2 separate regions of the Sus scrofa genome follow, and region 1 is linked to region 2. A link is a contact called in public Hi-C data. All regions are on one chromosome and are shown on one strand. Each heading gives the region's core, a stretch centred on a gene start, on an enhancer-like site or on the middle of the called end of the contact. The rest is flanking DNA. Distances are from core to core; before and after follow the strand shown.

Region 1 (3,792 bases), core at 94-2,593, 39 kb before region 2:
TGAGCCACAGTGGTGACAGTGCTGGATACTTAACCCGCTGAGCCACACGGGAACTCCCTCAAAACAGTCTTGAGAGTGATTACTAAAAGCATCATGATTGGATTTGAGTTGAAATTTTTCAAATGATTTGTATTTTTTCCATTATAGTTGATGTACAGTGTCCTGTCAATTTCTGCTGTAGAGCAAAGCGACCCAGTCACACATACATATATACATTCTTTTTCTCACACTATCCTCTGTCATGCTCCATCACAGGTGACTCGATACAGTTCCCTGTGCTGTGCAGCAGGAGCTCATTGCTTATCCACTCCAGATGCAATAGTTTGCATCTACTAACCCCAAACTCCCCCTCCCTTCCCCTTCCCCTCCTTCCCTTGGTGAGGGAGGATTTTGGTCTAGAGCGATCCTGTCTGTTGCTGTAACCACACGAGGAGCTCTTGAGATGTGGCTACTTCAAATTGAGATATGCTGTAAGGATAACGTGTCCATGGAATTTGGAAGAATTAGTGAGAAAAGGGGGATATAAAAGAACTCATTAATAATTGTTTAATATTCCATGTTGAAATAATATCTGGATATATTGGGATAAATGAAACATGCTAAAATTAATTTCAGCTTAAATTTTTTTTTTTTTTTTTACTTTTTAAAATGTGGTTAGTAGGAGTTCCTGTTGTGGCTCAGTGGTAATGAACCCCACTAGTATCCATGAGGACACAGGTTCAATCCCTGGCCCCCCTCTGCGGGTTCAAGGATATGGCATTGCCTTGAGCCGTGGTGTAGGTTGAGGCTCGGATCTGGAGTTGCTGTGACTGTGGCACAGGCCAGTGGCTGCAGCTCTGATTTGACCCTGAGCCTGGGACCTTCCATATGCCGCGGGTGTGGCCCTAAAAAGCCAAAAAAAATTGTGGTTACTGGAAACTTTATAATTGTGTCTCAGGTAGTATTTGAATTGGACAGTGCTGGACAGGATTTCATCTTAATTCTTCCGTCTGCATAGGCTTCCTTTTTCCCACTAGAGGGAGATGTGTCCTAACTTGGGTGAGTCTGATGCTTTTTTAGCGGGGAAACTTCACTGCCTTGGAATGTTCTTTTTTAAAAGAAGAGAACTCAGGTTTTTGCCTTGCTCTGCATGTTTCTGATGTGTCTGGATGTTGCGTTTTGTAGGAAAGTGAAGCCAAAACAGAAGAGTCAAGAAAGCAGAGACGTTTTCTACCCTCTTTTTGTTAGGAGCTTTCTGTTTGTGCCCTAATCCCTTGGGACTTGAGTGAGAGAGTGTGTGTGTGTGTGCGCGCGCGCGTGCGTGCGTGCGTGTGCAGCTGTAACAGAAAAGACCAGGACAGTCACACTCTGCCACAGCCCCTCTAGGACCACACCGAGTTCAGTGTGAACCAGCCCCTCCTGGACCACACCGAGTTCAGTGTGAACGTGTCATGGGGTCCTGGGCCCCGGGACTCAGTGCCTCTCCCTTTTCTGTTTTTCCTGGGGGTGGTGTAGGCTGGGGCTGCTGTTGGCGTCTAGTGTGTGTAAGTCTACGCTTGGATCCTACTCAGAAACCAGCGTCATTTCATGATTATGTTTTAGTGACACTGTCTCTTCCTGATTTTCCTTTGATCTTTCGGGGTAGCTCCTTTGTGGTCTTGTGGGGTTTTTTGTACGGGTCTTGGTCTGATAAACACTTTATTTCTCTTTTCTTGCCTGTGCAGCCTGCGCCCTTTCGGGCAATCTCGGCCATCCTGGAGGCTTCAGCACTCCCCTTAACTTATCCTGGGGACTCCTAAGTCTTTACCTCCAGCGCAGGCGCTCTTGAGAGCTCCTTCCATGCCCATCCAGCCACCTGTTAGTCATCACACAGAAACCCCAAACTCGGCCCCACAGCACTCCTTAGCTCCCCTCTCATGGCATTCATCAGCCCTATTGTTATTTTTTATTGTTTGTCTCTCACCCCTGCTGTACAGTAAGTTCCAAGAGGGCAAAAGCCTTGGCCATCAGGTTCTGATTCACTCCTCGAATTTCAGGCGTGCCTGGTTTTTGTTCACCCTTATTTGAGTGAAGATTTTAAAATATTTTTTTTCATTTTAAACCGATAGCTTAATTATAAGCATACACATTGCCGTTTTACCATTCCGTCAATAATCTGCTTGGCGTTCTGCCATCTGTTCTGGGGCGTGGTCTGTGGAGACGTTTTCTTCACCGTCTGTACAGGTGGGGCGATTGCCCTCCTCCCTCCTGTCGTTGTCTGTGCTGGAAGCTTTCTCTTTTGGTCCCTCTCCTCTCGCGACCCTTAGGACAAGTCAAAGGGACATTTCCACCAGCCCCACCGTGTATTTCCAGGAAGGAGCTGAGGTCACACAAATCAAGGAGTGTGACATGTGTCCATGGCTGTAGCTCAGTCCACAGGCAGCTTTTCCAGGGTGTGTTCCAGTTTCTTTTAGCGCCTCTCCTGTTAAACCAAACCCAGTGTGATTTAGATCCGTGACTAATAGACACTGTTTTTCTCGTCAGAACATGAAGAGGAACTGGACCAAGAATTTGACCTGGAGACCGACTCTTTATTCGGAGGATTAAAGAAGGTACAAAGTGGATCAATGATAAACCTTCTCAATTTTCACACCTCGTTTCAATATTTTGCATCTTTGGAGCTGGGCGTCGGCCCAGGTGTGGTACTCAGCAGCCACTGGAGAGGAAGAGCCTCTCCTGTTGTAAGTGGTGTGAGCGTGCCATGTCATGTGCGGTTTCCCATGTTCTTTCTTTACCTTGTCCCACATTCTCCTCTCAAAACACCAGAAGACACCAGGAATCCAGGTCGGTAACCTTAACAGTTCATGCACATTTCACTTTTCCTGACCTACCCACATTGATGGGAATCCAGTGTGGTTCCTGGACACTCCCTATACCCACTGTTGGCAGCTATGGAGCTGCTTCCTCCCGGCCTCTAGTGCTCCTGCCATCTGCATATGCTGCAAAGCATGCTGGGAATCCCCCGCCCCTCTGCTCCCTGGTTCTGCAGCGGCAGTGGCCTGGCTCATTTATCTTCCACTGCAGCTCATTGTGTCTGCTTAGATAGCAGGTGGCGTGGTCGCTGTTGCTCTCCTAGGTGTGATAGCACTTCTATTCTTTAGACAATGCCAGGCCCTCCTCTTCCCTTCGTGAGATGCTACGCTACTTTCTGTGTCACCCCAGAACCCTTCATCTCTTGAGGTGGGGGTTTTTCTCCTTCTTCCCCTTTCAGTTTCTCAGGACCCCATTCTAGGAATAACTGGCATCACAGAAGGTCCAGCTTCAGCTCAGGGTTCAGGGTTCAGGTCAACACTAGTGAGGAGCTGTTCTTCTGGGTGTTTTGATACATTTAAAAAATGATATAAAAATGTTAATTTTACTATCTTTGCTCTAAGAGTGTCATGTGCCAGATATATTGTAAGTTTAGTCAGCTTCTGTTGGCTGACTTAGGACATAAAATAATACTCGCATTCTGAGTTCTGAACCCTCGACTTAACACGTGAACTTTGGAAGACAATTCATTTCCAAGCCAGGAACTGCCTGTACTGATATTTTTCTACTTTGAGAGTTTCAGATCTTGCTTAGAATTGAAGCAAATGGGCTTCAATTTCCATTTTGATTTTCTAGGGTAACCTGTCCCGTTTTCCCAGTTCTGGCTCTGCTCAGATTCACCATATTAAATACACAAGCCATGTTTGTCTGGGGCTGGGAAGACAGCCTGCCCTGTGTGATGGACCTCCCAGTTGCTCTGCCCACCAGACATTTCCATGAGTTTAATTTTTTTTAATTTTTAAT
Region 2 (4,223 bases), core at 1,468-3,967:
GATGGAGCGGTGGGCAGAGGAAAGGTGAGGCTGCCTTGGGCACACTGACTTTTTCATCACCCGCCCTTCCCCCCCCCCACTCTGCCATGTGCAGCAGGCACAGCATGGCTCCATCTGACTGGTCTCCTTTTCCTTCCACTCATTTTGCTACCTCTTTTTTTTTTTTTAATTAGTGTATAGTTGATTTACAGCATTGTGTCAATTTCTGCTGTACGGCAAAGTGACCCAGTCATATATACATATATATATATGTATATATATACACACATAGGCTTTTTATCATGCAATCTTCCATCATGTTCTATTCCAAGAGACTGAACATAGTTCCCTGTGCTGTACAGTAGGACCCCATTGCTTATCCATTCTAAATGGCATAGTTTACATCTACCAACTCCAAACTCCCAGTCCATCCCACTCCCTCTCCCCTCGACAACCACAAGTCTGCTGTCCCTGTCTGTGCTCTCTTTCTGTTCTGTGATAGGTTCATTCGTGCCATGTTTTCAATTCCCCATAGAAGTAACATCATATGGTATTTGTCTTTCTCTTTCTAACTTACTTTACTCAGGATGAAGGTCTCTCGTTCCATCCATGTTGCTGCAAATGGCATTATTCCATTCCTTTTTATGGCTGAGTAGTATTCCACTGTATATATGTACCACATTTTTTAATCTGTTCATCTGTTGATGGACATTTAGCTTGCTTCCATATCCTGGCCATTGTCAACAGTGCTGCTACAAACATAAGGGTGCATGTATCTTTTTGAATGAAAGTTTTGTCTGGATGTATTCCCAGGAGTGGGATTGCTGGGTCATGTGGTAGTTCTATGTTTTGTTGTCTGAGGAGCCTCCATACTGTTTTCCATGGTGGTTGTACCAATTCACATGCCTACCAACAGTGTGGGAGGGTTCCCTTTTCTCTACACCCTCTCTCGCATTTGTCGTTTGTGAACTCATTAATGATGGCCATTCTGACTGGTGTGAGGTGGTACCGCATTGTAGTTTTGATTTGCCTTTCTCTAATAATTAGTGATGTTGAGCATTTTTTTCATGTGCCTGCTGGTCAACTGTATGTCTTCTTTGGAGAAATGTCTATTTAGGTCTTCTGCTAGCTTCTCAGTTGGGTTCTTTGGGTTTTTCGTTGTTGTTGTTAAGCTGTTTGTATACTTTGGAGATTAGGTCCTTTGTCCCACTGTTAGCGAATGTTCTCTCCCATTCTGTGGGCTGTCTTTTCACTTTGTTAATGGTTTCCTTTGCTGTACATCATTTTGCTGCCTCTTGTTTGTTTTTTGCAGATCAGCATTTTTCTGGCCTTTTCCCATTATTTCTGCCCCAGGAGCCTTTTTAACTATTTTCCCCCAGTTGTCACTTCCTTTCCGTGAAATTTCAAAACCACAGATACACTGTCTGTTCATGGGCTGTGTGCACACTTGTGCTTTATGCATAACGAGTAAAGTTTTCTCGTCTTCAAGAAGCAGATCCCCCTCCCTTGGAGTAGATGCAGCTCCTGTAGCAATTTGAGATGTAGATTAACTCTGTTCTTGACCAGATACTCCTCCCTCGTTCCGAATTTCCTCCATTCTCAGCTCCTATTTTGTACCCACCACCATCAGAAATCTACGTAGGTTTTAGGCTCTAGATGTCCCTCTGTTTAACTTCCTTGTCCCCTTGACTTAAGGCTCTTCTCTGTTCGGAGGCCACATTCAGGGTGGCTGAGAGCCCTTGGCCAACTCCCAGCTTGGTCACTTTCACAGTCTGCAATCTTAAGCACGTTAGTTAATATCTGGGAGGCTTTCTCCTTCCTTGGATGGTACCCCTTGCTTCTTGGATAGTGATGAGGGTCTGTCTGATGGTTTTGCTGTGACTGCCAAGTCAGAGGTGGCTGCTGCTGTGGTCTGTGTGCACTCCTGGGAGCGATTCCCTCTATGGTGTTTAAGAAAGGAGGTGACTGCCTGAGACCCTGAAACCCCGGAGGGCGGAGGCTGTCTGATGAGTCATATCAGCTTTCTTCTCATGCATGTCTTTCTCTGACCCTGTTTCAGTCTTGCGCTGGGTTGTGGGAGAAAGGATGGGGGGCACACAGCCCCTTCCCCTCAAGATGCTGAGTGAGAAGTGGCAGAGGAAGCGCACTCCTGACCGGGATCCTGAGCCTGCCGATGCTGGGTTGGGTGCCTGGAAGGGGTGGGCCACGTCTGCCTTGGGGGTGTCAGGGAAGGCCCCCGAGGAGGTGGCTTTTGAGCTGCAGCTGGAAGTGAGTGGAGTCATTGGCTTATTTCAGCCTCCTGCATCTTGTCACCAGGCCTGGGTGGACAGGTGGACTTGGCTTTTTATCTGCAGAAGCACATCTTACCCAAAGTCTGTAGGAGGTTTTGTTTGTGTTTTTCTTGCAGTGAGGCAGAGCTCATCCTGAGTCATGTGTGTGTGTGTGTGTGTGTGTGTCTCCTGTCCCTTTGCGGCCACAGGTTTGATTTGTGCCAGTGGGTGGGCAGGGTCCTGGCCAGGCGGGGGCACAGTGCTTTCTTTGTGAGTCCCCGTGGTTCTTATGTAAGTAGAACCACAGCTTTGGCCCCATTCGCTCCATGCTTTCACCGCCTGGACTGAGTGGTCCAGATGGCCTTAACTGGGGTGGATGCTTTTGGCACTTACCCAGAGTGGAAGGTTGGGGCTGCAGTTGTCTCTGATCCCCTGTCCTCAGGGGCCTCATGCACCATGGACCGTGCTGTGCAAGGGCAGAGGCGTCATCACTTCTTGCTCTTAGAGCCCTTCTCCCCAGAAGGATGCGTCCTCTCTCATCTGATATCTAATCCTGTCTCTACCTTTGCTGGCCCTGCCTCCTCCCAGAGAGAGGCAAAGAATGGGTTATTTTCAAAAGTGTGATTTTCTTTTTCTTCGGTGTTGGCTCCCCCCCCCCCACATAAAGTAATAAAACTTTCCACTGAGCTCCTTGGCCAAGGTCAAACGCCTTTTCTCTGGGCAGGGCTCTCTCTGGGTTTTGGCAGGACCGCAGCAGGGGCAGCGCCCTGGAAGGGGGTGCCGAGCACTGGCCCTGAGCTCTGGCCCCGGGTTTGTTATGACTGGAGCGCATGTGGGGTGCGTCAGACAGGGGCCTCCTTTCTTGAATGCCCTCACCACCTGAGACCTTGTGTTCTCTGCCCTCAGAACTAAAAATTCCCCTGTGTGAGCGTTGTGCGAGGACTGGTTTGGGGGTGGGGGCGGCTGCGGCTGGGTCCGTTTTCACAGAACTTCTGATGGGGAGCCCCCACAGCCTTAGCCCTGGGCCCCAAACGGCTGAGCTCATCAGGCCACAGGACTGAAACAACGTCATCCCGTGGCTGAGATGAGTAAACTAACCTCTGGCAGGCTGTGATGAGCAGGCGCTCCCTTCCAGCGTGTTATCGAAACCACACACCTAATAGGAATCTCATGCACTAATGGATTTCCTGGAACCAGCAAATCTTCCACCTCCATCAGTGCTTATTCTAAGGAGGGGCTGACATTTGCTTTGTTTGGGCCTCCTGGCCTTTGCTTCCAGGAAAACAGGCTAGAATGCAGTTGCCTGGCCTCGGGGATGGCTTCGTTTTTGTTTTTCCCATTTGTGTGGGGTTAGGTATGTATACGTTTTCCAGTAGCAGCTGCAGTCGATTATGTAGTATGTAATAACGTATGCCATGTCTAAGGATTATTGATTGACTCCTTTTATTTATTTCTCAAACAATGCCCCCACGGAGTGGTTTCTGGGCAGATGTGCAAAAAAGAATTAACACACAGCAGAGTCGGGTCCAGTTGCCAACAGGAGTCTTCGCCCCGGCTCGACGCGTTGGTTCCTTCCTACGAGGCCGGTGAAGGCAGGTGTGTCCTGTTATCACTCAGCGCCCGCTGCACAGACCGCACCAAAGTGTGAGCGGGGCATTGCCAGCCAGCGGTGCCTGTGGCTGGGGGCGGCCCCCTCGGAGGAAGATTGGAAGACGATAGATTTGCAGAAGAAAGGGCGAGTCCCAGTCTTTCCTCCAGGGTGTTAATTTATGTTGGCCTTTGAAATATACCGGCTGGATGTGTTGAGCTCTCGGAAGGCTTCCTGGGGTGATGGCAGTCAGGCTGTAGCCCAGAGTCTGCTTTCATAAGTGGGTGCCGCTGGCCTGTCAGGTGTGCACCATTTGAGGCTTTCCCCCCAACCCAAGATTTCTGAGACCCCTGTGAGTGGGAAACGGGTGGTAGGCAGTGAGATGT

What was found. Hi-C and Micro-C count contacts between places; a contact is called where the count stands out from the background.
Region 1: a Hi-C map of omental adipose tissue shows a contact between it and region 2, with 2.4 times the contacts expected there. The contact joins two enhancer-like sites. A contact is called at or near these places in 1 of 5 promoter capture datasets (liver), 17 of 47 Hi-C or Micro-C datasets (adipose tissue, brain, embryonic fibroblasts and 10 more) and 1 of 2 datasets of contacts at active chromatin or transcription factors (skeletal muscle).

What each region holds. Positions count from the first base shown.
Region 1 is chr9:132,632,057-132,635,848 of Sscrofa11.1, reverse strand. It overlaps HHAT (protein-cysteine N-palmitoyltransferase HHAT), which reads left to right. Exons shown (of 13, transcript XM_013979981.2): 3 at 2,503-2,570. Among named protein-coding and RNA genes, the nearest start is that of HHAT, 34 kb to the left of the region's middle. Within about 2 kb of position 1,343, at least 9 of the 83 cell types and tissues checked have an H3K27ac peak or open chromatin away from gene starts, as enhancers often do. A contact at or near this core is called in adipose tissue, mesenteric adipose tissue and omental adipose tissue, where this site is marked.
Region 2 is chr9:132,594,320-132,598,542 of Sscrofa11.1, reverse strand. All of the region lies in intron 4 of HHAT (protein-cysteine N-palmitoyltransferase HHAT), which reads left to right. Among named protein-coding and RNA genes, the nearest start is that of HHAT, 72 kb to the left of the region's middle. Within about 2 kb of position 2,717, at least 19 of the 83 cell types and tissues checked have an H3K27ac peak or open chromatin away from gene starts, as enhancers often do. A contact at or near this core is called in adipose tissue, mesenteric adipose tissue and omental adipose tissue, where this site is marked.